Linked DNA regions of Mus musculus: region 2 is linked to region 1. A link is a contact called in public Hi-C data. All regions are on one chromosome and are shown on one strand. The core of a region is the stretch at or near the end of the contact, and the rest is flanking DNA. Distances in the headings are between cores, read along the strand shown. Region 1 holds the start of Dip2c (disco interacting protein 2 homolog C). Region 2 has its middle 54 kb from the start of Dip2c.

Region 1 (5,768 bases), core at 1,275-3,774:
ACAAGGTGCTCACAGGGAGTTAAGCTAAGTACACCTCATCTAAAGTGGTTTTCCATACTTCTCTGGGCAACACTCACTCTTCAAGAGTGATCGATCATGACAGGTGACCGCTGTTACCTAAAAACAAAACAGACAGCTACTCTCAACAAGAGGAGAGCAGGATATGTGGCTCCAGGCATTATGTGAGGCTTTGAGAGTAAATGTGAATTGACTTCCTAGTAGGCAGGGAGATTCAGACCCTGCGGAAAGGGCTCAATGCAGGTTCAGATGGCTTCTCACTTTTCAAGTATGGGTGGGCAGAGACACATCACATTAACATAGTGCAGATAGCAGAGGTGCTTGCTTTGAGTGAGAACATGAATGGGAAGGGGTGCTTTCAATACAGGATGCAGACGATAAAACAGCGCTGGTAAGCTGAAGAAGACAGTCTATCTCAAGTCTAACAAAACACAAATGTTTCTTTATAGTTACTTACTAGAAATACACTGTCCACACTGCATACCTCATCTTCCAGTTTAAATCTAAAGAATTCAGCCCTGCCCTTTCTGCCTGTGGAAGGGTGATGCTCTCTCTTATCTCTAGATGGTCAGAACTGAGGCAGGAAGCACAGTCTGGGACACATTATCTTTTCCTCCATTGGAGCTTCCCAGGGACTGCTTCCAAAACACCTTGGAGAACCCCAAATTCGGGATAAAGAAAATGTCTAATCTATGAGAATCTGATAACAGAAGCAACACTTACAGCCACCTGGTTTACTCTCCACCCTGCAAGTGTTAAAAGGGAAAACGTAAAGTCAACGTCAGCTCCTCCCCATGATGAAAACTGGCACGAATGAATTTACGTTCTGGCTGCTGGCCCTCACAAATCGTTACCAAAAAAAAAAAAAGTTTACCATGCTAAACTGCTCCAAATATTAACTCAAGAGAGACGACAGGCCATTTCCACACCACTAAGCTGTAGTCTTCTCAATGAGTGGGATGACCGCTAAATATTTATTACTAGACACATTTTGGAACTTTAGTGGAGGAAAAAGGAAAAAAGAACCTACAAAACCCAAGCTGAAACTTATGACAGTTGAGCACATGATGTCCACCATGAAGAGCAAAGACGAAAGCGTATATAACACTCCGTGAAATCACAGCAGAGCAGCCGCAAAGTCTCAATGTCTCTATCCGGCACGATGGGAAGGAGGCATCCAACCTGGCCTGAGGGGGGAGGTTTTAGGGCTCTAACTCAACCAGCTCGTCACAAACACGCCGGAACAATAGTACTACTATCTTCCTCCCGCTGACAGGACCGTGTGCCTGCAGCCTCAGGGGGATCCAATCCCGAAGTCCACTGACAAGTTTCGCATTAAAATCAGGCCATTCAGAGGCCGTCCCCAAGCAGGGAGCGTGGAAGCATGTGCTGTGCTGGTGCTGGTGGTGCTGCTGGTGCATGTGGTGGTGGTGATGATGGTGGTGGTGGTGGTGGTGGTGGTGGTGGTGGTACTGCAGCTGCATCAAGGACGCAGCGCCTCTCCATTAGGGAAGAGCGCACATCCCCACCAAGGCCATTTCCCCCGCAGCCCTAAAGGTTGCTCCATCTTGCTTCGTAGCCGGGAGCCCCGGGCCCAGCCGCAGCGCGCAGGGGGCATCGCGGCTGCACCGTGCCAGTTGAGCCTGGAGGGCGGGGGCCGCGGCACGCACACGCGCGCGCGTGCACACACACACATACACACGCACACACACTACACACACACACACACACACACACACACACAAGCACGCGCGCACACAAGCACATGCACACACATGCACCCTCCCCGGGGCCACCACACGGGGCCCGGGCCAGGGTCAGGGCCGGGGCCCCGCCACCCCGAGGCCCGGCGCGCGCCCTCCCCGGAGTGACAGCACGGCCCGGCCCGCGGGGCCCCGAGCGCGCTCCAGAGAAGCGGTGTCCCGGCCCGGCCCGGGCGCGGGGCTAAGGGGGGTTGCTGTTACCTTCCGACAGCTCCAGCTCCAGCTCGGCCAGCCGGGCCCTCACCTCCAACGGGAGAGCCATGCCTTCCAGGCTGCGGTCCGCCATGCTCGCCGCAGACGCCTCCGCCCTGCCGGCCTCCTCTTTGTTCGCCGACGGAGGGCTCCTCAGCGGCCGCCACTCGAACCCGGAGGAGCCGCACTGAGGAGGCGGCGGCGGGCGGGCGGGAGCGGGAGGCCGGGCGGCGGCGGGCAGGCGCGCGGGGATTTTCTCCTTAGCCTCCTCAGCCTCGTCAGTCTCCTCAGCGCCTCCTCAGTCTCCTCAGCGCCTCGTCAGCCTCCTCAGCGTCTCCTCAGCGCCTCCTCAGTGCCTCGTCAGTCTCCTCAGCCTCCTCAGCGCGGCCCCGACCCTGGCGGTGGCCTCGCGCCCGGCTCTCTGCGCGCCTCCCCCAGCCGCGGGCTCCGGCCCCGCTCGGCCGGCACCGGATCACGGGCCCGCCCGCGGTCACGGCCACAGGGCTCTCGAGCTGCTCCGCGGCCGCCCTGCCCCGGCGGGAGCGAGCGCCGCTGCGCGCGCACCGGGCAACAAGAAGGCGCGCGCGGAGGGTGGGAGCGCGCGGACGTGCCACGGCGGCGCGCGCTCAGGGGGGCGGGGCCTCCAGCGAGTACTTCGAGAGCGCGCTCGTGGGACAGTGGTGCATTTGGCCTTAGGAGGGGGTCTTCCCAACCCTGAGGCTTAGTTAGGCTCCTCAAGACTCAAGGAGAAAAATAAAGAAGGCATTCGGAAGCACACCCTAGCCTGCTTGTTAAAACTTCAAATGTTCTGGATCATCGAGGGCTGATTTTTTTAAAATACTTTTAAGAGGAAAAAATAATTAAAAAAAAAAAACAAAACAGCATGAGACATAGATTGAGTCCTAGGTTTGAAGTTTAAAAGCATGGATCTAGAACAGACTACTATATGACCTTGAAACACACAATGTTTTGTCTAGACTTCATTTTTCCCATCCGTGGAAATAAATCAAGGTAGGTTGGGTCTGTCACACACTGTCCAGCCTAAGGAGTCTTCAGCAAGTGTCTTCTCCCTCACATCCTACAATATCATCCCCTGCTTTTCTTCTACCTCTTGTGAATTTTTTTCCCTTTGGTCATCGCCTGTGATGGTATCAATGTCTATTCTGAATGGCTGATACGGAGTCTGACTATTTGGGGGCATTCTCGCATGGCCAGCTGTCTCCAGAGTAATCTCACCTAGCTGCCCCTGAAGCCCCAAACACCACAAAACCAAAGTAAAAACAGCATCTCCTAACATTAAACATCCACCTGCTTCTTAAAGCATTTTATTAACTCTTTGAGAATCTCCTACAATGTATCCCTTAGCTCCTCCCAGAGTCATCCCCACCTCTCTACTATCCCAATTTTATGTCTATTATTATTATTATTATTATTATTCAATAACCTATGGACTCCAATTTGTTCTGCTCAAATATTTCAGGATGGCTGATCTCACAGGAGGCACATCCTTATGGAAAAAAATAATAAAAAACTGACTCTCCCTCCCCGAGAAGCCATCAACTGGCCATAGGGATAGGAGCTCATTAGCCCTTTGCTATGGCATGCTAGAATGTTAACTGCCTTCATCCTGTGCTGGCAACCATAGCTTCTGTGAGTTTGTGAGTCCAGAGGTATTGTCGTGTCCAGAAGACAGTTTTGTTCCCAGTTTTCCTCAACCTCTGACTATTACAATCTTTCTACTCCGTCTTCTGTGATGGTCTCTGAGCTTCGGGTGTGGGGTTATGATACAGACGCCCTATTTGTGACTGAGCACTCTACTGACATCTATTCTCTCCACTTTGATCAGTTGTGAGTTTCTGTGTCAACCACTACACAAAGAAATTCCTCTGATGAGGTCGGAAGTCTGCACTAGTCTGTGGGTAGAGAAATACAAATTTAGAGGGCAGTTTGATGCCTCGTCCCTTTAGCGGAGTAGTAATAGTAGGTTAGGTTCACTCCTACCTATGATCTCCCCAGCCAGATTTGCAGTACCAGGCATATGTTTCCTCCTGTGAGGCAGGTCTGAAATCCAATCAGACAGCAGTTGTGAAAGCATATGACCTTGATCTTCACACATAGTATTAATATCATTCAGGTTATTATTGCAGGGTTCATAGATGGTTAAAACTGTTAAACACACACATCCACAGCCTGCATAGCACCTTCCAGTACCAAGCAAGACAGCCAACAAAGAAGAAACTTACTGATTAGCATTGATGGATTCTGCCATGTCCTATGAATAATGTGTACGGTGCCTTCGGCCTTAGGGTCTTACCCATCACCCACCTGCTTTTATCAGCTACTAGTGTTTTCCTAATTATCTAGGCTAAAGTCACCCTGGCTTCTCTACCTTCCTTTATCTTCACACAACTTTTGCTTCTCAGTCCCCTCAAATGTATCCCACAAAAACACTGATGGTCTGCTTCCTTCCCATGCCTGCAAACACTGTTTCTAGTCCCCATGCTTCTTCCTGCCTGGAATATTCTAAAGACCATTGAGATGGTGTACCCAGCAATGGGACCCTGAAATTGTAGACACTTCTTTCAACAGTGCTTCAGCACATCTTCTTATGGAACGCAAGTGAACTTCTTAGCTTTAAACTAGGGGACCCTCACTAACTGCTCCAACCTTCAGCCTAGTCTTACCTGCCCACCCCCCATAGGTTCTTGAAGAAAGGATGACTAATATTCAGCATCCTTGCTAATTGTACATCAGTCTTCTGAGGCAGGACCTCATGTGTTCAAGGCTGGCCTCCAACTTACTATGTAACCAAAGATGGTATGTACCATGCTGCCTGGTTTATGCAATGCTGGCAACCAATCCCAGGGCTAAACCAACATTCTAAAACCTGAGTACACCCCAGCCCCCAAATGGAACATCCATCTTCTTAATTGTTTTCATCTTGTTTATGTTTATTTTTATGTATAGAAGTCAGCATGTTAGATCTTCAGGATTTGAAGTCACAGACAGTTGTGATCTGCCATGTGAGTACTTGGAATGGAATCCGGGTCTTCCAGAGGTGGAAGAGCAGTTAGTACTCTTACTTGCTGAGCCATCTCATCTTGATTATGAATTCTCTTGTTGGCTCAGAATTTTCCCCGTCAGCTCTCTTCTCCCTTACTATGTTCCTATCACTCTGATTTCATCCAATTTGACCTTCAGTTAGTCTTAATCTTTAGCCTGTGGGTAGACTCCTTGAAGACCAGGAACAAACCTCTGGAAATCTCATTCATTTGACAAGTGTTGCTCTCTTATGAAGATCTGCTTCTCGGTAGAGAACTGTGGGAGAGAAATAAGCCACTAGCAATGATAAACTTGAAAACTGTGAGCTCCAGACTGCCGGTTCTTTTGGTTCTATACCGGGTCCTATACTGTGAGGTATGTCCATTGGTTTGGTGTTTACTTAAGAACATATTAAAATACAGTAGATACTGCTGGCACAATGTTTGGCCCCATTCTTTTCATTATGATCAATCTAGCCACTAATTAAGAAATCTCTAAAGATCTCATTCCACTTTCCATGTTATAGATGAAAAACCTTAAGGAAGTAAAATATAATAAAACCAGGACTGAAACCCTAGTCTCCATTACTGTCCCATAATGCTTTGTCTGGACTTGGTTTTTTTTTTTTTAACCTTACTTTTTATCTTTTGCATATATATTGTTTCCAATTTTGTGTTGTTATGGGTTTTCTATGTGTGTCTGTAAATCTGTATGTGTTTCTCATGCTTTTCCTTTCTTTTCCCCATTTGTTTG
Region 2 (5,080 bases), core at 329-2,828, 53 kb after region 1:
GAGAGGGGGTGGGTGGCTATGGGGGACTTTTGGTATAGCATTGCAAATGTAAATGAGCGAAATACCTAATAAAAAATGGAAAAAAAAAAAAAAGAGTGGGGAAAGGAGGAGGGGACAGGTGAGGGGAAAGTCCCCAGCCAGCCCTGCCCCCACCCTCCCCCAGTCACCTCTACCAGAAGTCCTGACGGTGGTAAGAATCAGGGTCACAGTATTTTGTGACCACCACTCTGTTGTCGAACTTGCGACCGGTTAGAGCCTGCATGGCTTCTGGCAGTCAAACACTGAGGTGAACTCCACAAAGATCTTTCCACAGCCAGGCACCTCGACGCTGTCCACGGGGCAGGGAATGTCAATGGATTTGACCAGCCCATACTTGCTGCACTCGTCTCATACGTCCTCTACAATCTCCTCATACTCCTCACCGTCCAGCAGCTCCTCAGGCAGCACCATGTTCACGAGGCACAGGACCTCAGTTGGGTGACCGCCCATCTGCACCTGAGAGCTCATCAGGCCGGGCACTTGAAGGGTCACAGGTGTCTGATTGATGGTGCTCAGCATGGCATTCTTGGCTCTCACACTCGCCCTCTGGACAAGCAGCTTCTTGTCCCCTAGCTGCATCCCATTCAGCCCCGCAATGGCCTGACCTGTGACGTTGATGTCCACGTACTCACAGAAGGCATAGCCCTTGGAGAGCCCTGTGGCACTATCCTTGACCAAGTTGAAGGCCTTGAGAGGCCCAAAGGATGTCAGCAGCTCTTTTACCTGGTCATCATTTAGGTAATTGGTCAAACCCCCGATGAACAGCTTGTGGGCAGAATCTGGGACTACAGTGGATACAACTCCAGGCACATAAACAGAGGGGTTCTCTGACACGCCAGGCAGTGGTTGATAGTCATGAGGCCTTCGAATCTTCAATGACTGGCCCTGGAAGATGATGCCATCAAAGGCCATGGCCTGGGTCGTCTCATCCACTGACCGGAACTCCAAAAAGGCAAAATTCTTGTCTTGATTTATCTGCACAGCCAAGACTGGGTTGCCAGGGACCTGAGTCAAACCCCCCCCCCCCGCCCCCCAAGCACATTTGGGCGTCGAAGAAGTCCATCATAGCCTCCTCAGTCATGCCAAAAGGGATGTTGCTCACGTAGAGACGTCTGGCCTGTCTGGTCATCTGGCTCCCAACCACAGGCACTGGCGTTGGGGTCACACCCAGACCATCAGGAATCATGGTCGGGAGAAGGGCAGTGGCTGGAATCTGAACCGCAGCTTGCATGGCCTTGTACTGCATTGGGATGATGTGCTCAAAGCCAGGCAGTGGCACGTCCCAGTATTTACGCACCTTCTTCTTCTTCTCATGGCGGGGAGAAAGAATCAATCCACCATGCTCCTCTTTAGCGCCTCTTGTCAAAGGTTTGCTTCGTCTCTCCTATCCCCAGAGGCACAGCGCTGGTCCCGGTTGCACCGATCTCGGCTCCTGCTACTGTGCTTTCGGTCTCGGCTTCTGCCTACTGTGACTACGCGACTGTGACTATTGCTTCCTGTGCCGATTCTCCTTGTCCCGTTCTTGTTTATTTTCGTTGAGCTGCCGCTCGAACTCGTCGAAGTCCGAAATGCTTAGGCGGCCACGGCCACGCAGGGCCCTGTGCAGCTCTTGCCTCGCCTCGCCTCGCCTTGCCGCCCGCCTGCTCGCTCCTGGTGAGAATTTCTAAGAATCTACTGTATCTAGTCAATTACAAAATGCCAGACTTGCCAACCCACCCGGGAAAAGTTTAATCACTTTTTAAAAGAAAAGAAAAAAAAATACAGACGTTTATCCTGGGGCAGAGAGAATGAGTAGTAAGTAAATAATTTATATTGGATTCCAAATTTCCTGGGCAGCCTCAGCACAAGGCTCATGCACAGCTCAAGTCAATAACTGTCAGATAACAGCACAATCAAAGGCCAGATGCGCCCAAGGGCTGGACACAGACTCAGTCATAGCTGGAGCCCAAGCTGATAATCTTTCTCAGCAGAAATGACTGCTTTCAAGCAATTTTCAGAGAAAGAGAGAGAGACAGAGAGACAGAGAGAGGGAAAGGAGCCTTTAGCGACATTAGTCTCTTAACTGTAGCTCAGGATGACCTTGAATTCCTGATTGCCTGTCCTCTACCTCCCAAGTTCTGGAATTACAGACATGCATCATCATGGCCAGTTTGCGCAATGCTGTGGATCAAACCTGGGGCTTTGTGCTTGCCAAACAAGCGCTCTACTAACTAAGCTGTGTTCTGACCATTACTCCACTTATTCACGACTGTGAACGTTACACTCATGAAGAATCAGAGGGAATAAGTGTGCATGGAGAGGGTGGGCCATATAAACAGAATTTGGGTGAGCGTAACATCTGAGAAAACAACTTTTAAAACTGCCAGTTAACAGAGCTATCAATTTCCAGCCAGTAAATGGGACCCATCATCCCCTAAGCAGGTGGTTTAAGTCTGAGTTTTCTTAGAGAGCTAAGGTTGTCAGTGGGACCAGGAGCAGGTTTGTACAGGAATGGATGTGTGTGTAGATGGCTTGGACTCTGCATGACCAAATGTTAAGAGGACTCTATGCTACCCTTCCCAGAAGTTACTCCCAGCTACTGAGTCCTTTAGCAACATAGTACAGCTCTGCATTCCCCAGAGAAGCTGTTTCTGGGGCACTCTTCCCAGTCTGCAATCCACCTGTGCACCTGGCCTTGTGCTGCAAGAATAGGTGGCTGGCTCTCAGAGCCATGATACCCAAGCGAGGAAGTGAGGGACACTGAAATGGAGTGGTGTTGAGACCAGTGAATGAGGACAAGGAAGGCCTAGGATGACAAGTCCAGGGACATAAAGTAGTCCTGGGTGTGTAGAGACAAGGGGAATGGAGAGAAGGGGAGAGACAGGTGGGATGATAAAAGGGAGGGTGGGAAGGAAAGGGGAGAAGGAAGCAGGGAGGAGGAGGAAGAAGAGGAGGAGGGAAAGGGAAGGAGGAAGAAGGGGGAGGAAGAAGAGGAGGGGGAGGGAGAGGAAGAGGAAGAAGAGGAGAGGAGATGTGGGGAAGGAGGAAGAAGGGGAAGAGGAGGGGGAGGAAGAAGAGAAGGAGGGGAGGGGAAGGAGGAGGAGGGGGAGGAAGAGGGGAGGAAAAAGAGGAGGAGGGGAGGGGAAGGAGGAAGAAGGGGGAGTGAGAGGAGGAAGGGAGAGAGAGGAGGAGGGGGGAGGAAAAGGGGGAAGGAGGAGAGGGAGGAAGAGGAAGAGGGGGAGGGAGAAGAGGGAGAGGAAGAAGAAAGGGGAAGAGGAAGGGGGGAGGAGGAGAGAGTGGAGGCAGCAGACAAGCTGATTACTGGCACCCATTGCTCTTTGCTTCCTGAGTGCAGATGCAAAGTGAGCAGCCAGCTTGCATCTCCTGCCATGCCTTCCCTGACTGATGGACTATACCTTCAGAATATGAACCAAAGTAGACAGATCCTTCTGCCTCGAGAGAAGAAAAGAGAAAGAGAAACTTCACCCCCATTGCAGCTGTATTAGGAGAAGGAGATTTGAGAAACATTAACCCCCGAGGGAGGGCACCACCCTCACATGGGACTTAAGGACCCTGTAGCAGAGCTGCAGAGGACATGGCACTCACCCCTTCTGACCTTCGGGCTAGTGGTGACACAGCATTTGTGCTCTCTGCAGAAAACAGCTGCAAGGTGCCATTTTGGAAGCGGAATAAAGAGCCCTCCACAGACAGAAAGATTTAGTGGCTCGACCTTAGTTTTCCCGCCCCTAGAGCTTTGAGAAATAAACTTCTGTCGTCTCAAGTATTGTATTATGGCATCATCCACAGCCCAAGACATTATGTTACTCAGACATACTCTGATTTATTCAGTTTCCTACTGAAATAAATTAAGGATGTTTAGACCACTTTTCCACAAGTAATGCTTCCATGAACACCTTGGAAGCTGTTGATTCATTCATATTTTTTCATATCCTAAAGTTATAGTTGCTTGGTCAGTCATGAGAGGTGTTGGTGCCTGCCTGTAATGTTAGCTCTAAGGAGGTAGGGGCAGAAGGACCAGGAGTTTAGGGCCATCCTTGGCTACATAGAGAGTTTCTGGGCTACATGAGACACCTGCACAAACCAACCAACCAACCTACCACCAAGGAGAAAGCCATTGCCTTCTGATTTCCTTGTTTGTTTCTTCAATAACAACCAGAATCCAATAACACACACCTACATGCTGGGTGACTGGCTGGCAGCTCTGCCGATCCTGCCCATAGACTTGTTACTACCCTGTGCCTGCAGATTGACAGAAATTTGGCTGGGATGACAGGTAACTGTGCCCTCCAGAAGGGAAATTGAGCACACACAAGGGGAGAGGCTTGGCTAGCGTCTGTTGGGGCCTTGTTTGAATTTTGCTGACATTCCATGGCTTCAGCAAGTCTGCGCTAAGCCCAGAGTCTGAAAGAAAGGGCATCAGAAAGTCCCAAGGCCAGGATATCGATTCATAGACAGGTAAAGGATGAAGGATGTCGACACAATTTGCATTGGTTTGAATGAGAACCGTCATCATAGGCTCCTATATTTGCATTCACAGCCATCAGGGAGTAACATGGCTTGAGAGGGGTTAGGAGGTGTGGCCTTGTTAGAGGAAGTGTGTCACTAGGGGTGGGATTTGGGGTTTCAAAAGCCCAAGCCAAGCCCCGAGTTGCTCTCTTCCTGCTGCCTGCAGATCTGGATGTAGGACTCTCAGCTACTTCTATAGCACCATTGTCTGCCTGAGGGGTGCTATACTTCCCAGAATGTTGATAATGGACTCAACCCTTGGAAACTGTAAGCCATCCCCACTTAGATGCTTTCTTTTATAAGAGTTGCTGAGGTCATGGTCTCTCTCTCTCTCTCTTTAAAGATTTATTTTTTGTATATGAGTACACACTATAATTGTACAAATGGTTGTGAGCCTTTGTGTGGTTGTTGGGAATTGAATTTAGGACCTCTGTTCGCTCTGGTCAACCCCACTCACTTTGGCCCAAAGATTTATTTTTTTTTTAAGATTTATTTATTTAATATATATGAGTCCACACTGTAGCTGTACAGATGG

Evidence for each region. A called contact is a pair of places that touch in the nucleus more often than the background predicts.
Region 2: a Hi-C map of liver shows a contact between it and region 1, with 1.9 times the contacts expected there. The contact joins the enhancer-like site here to the promoter of Dip2c in region 1. A contact is called at or near these places in 2 of 39 promoter capture datasets (hippocampal neurons and liver), 3 of 484 Hi-C or Micro-C datasets (the C2C12 cell line, liver and muscle stem cells) and 1 of 115 datasets of contacts at active chromatin or transcription factors (fibro-adipogenic progenitors).

The regions. Positions count from the first base shown.
Region 1 is chr13:9,273,281-9,279,048 of GRCm38.p6, reverse strand. Dip2c (disco interacting protein 2 homolog C) reads right to left here and starts at 2,524. Exons shown (of 37, transcript NM_001081426.2): 1 at 1,983-2,524. The coding sequence starts at 2,067.
Region 2 is chr13:9,220,064-9,225,143 of GRCm38.p6, reverse strand. It overlaps the pseudogene Gm8784. Among named protein-coding and RNA genes, the nearest start is that of Dip2c, 54 kb to the left of the region's middle. Within about 2 kb of position 1,578, at least 3 of the 459 cell types and tissues checked have an H3K27ac peak or open chromatin away from gene starts, as enhancers often do. A contact at or near this core is called in liver, where this site is marked.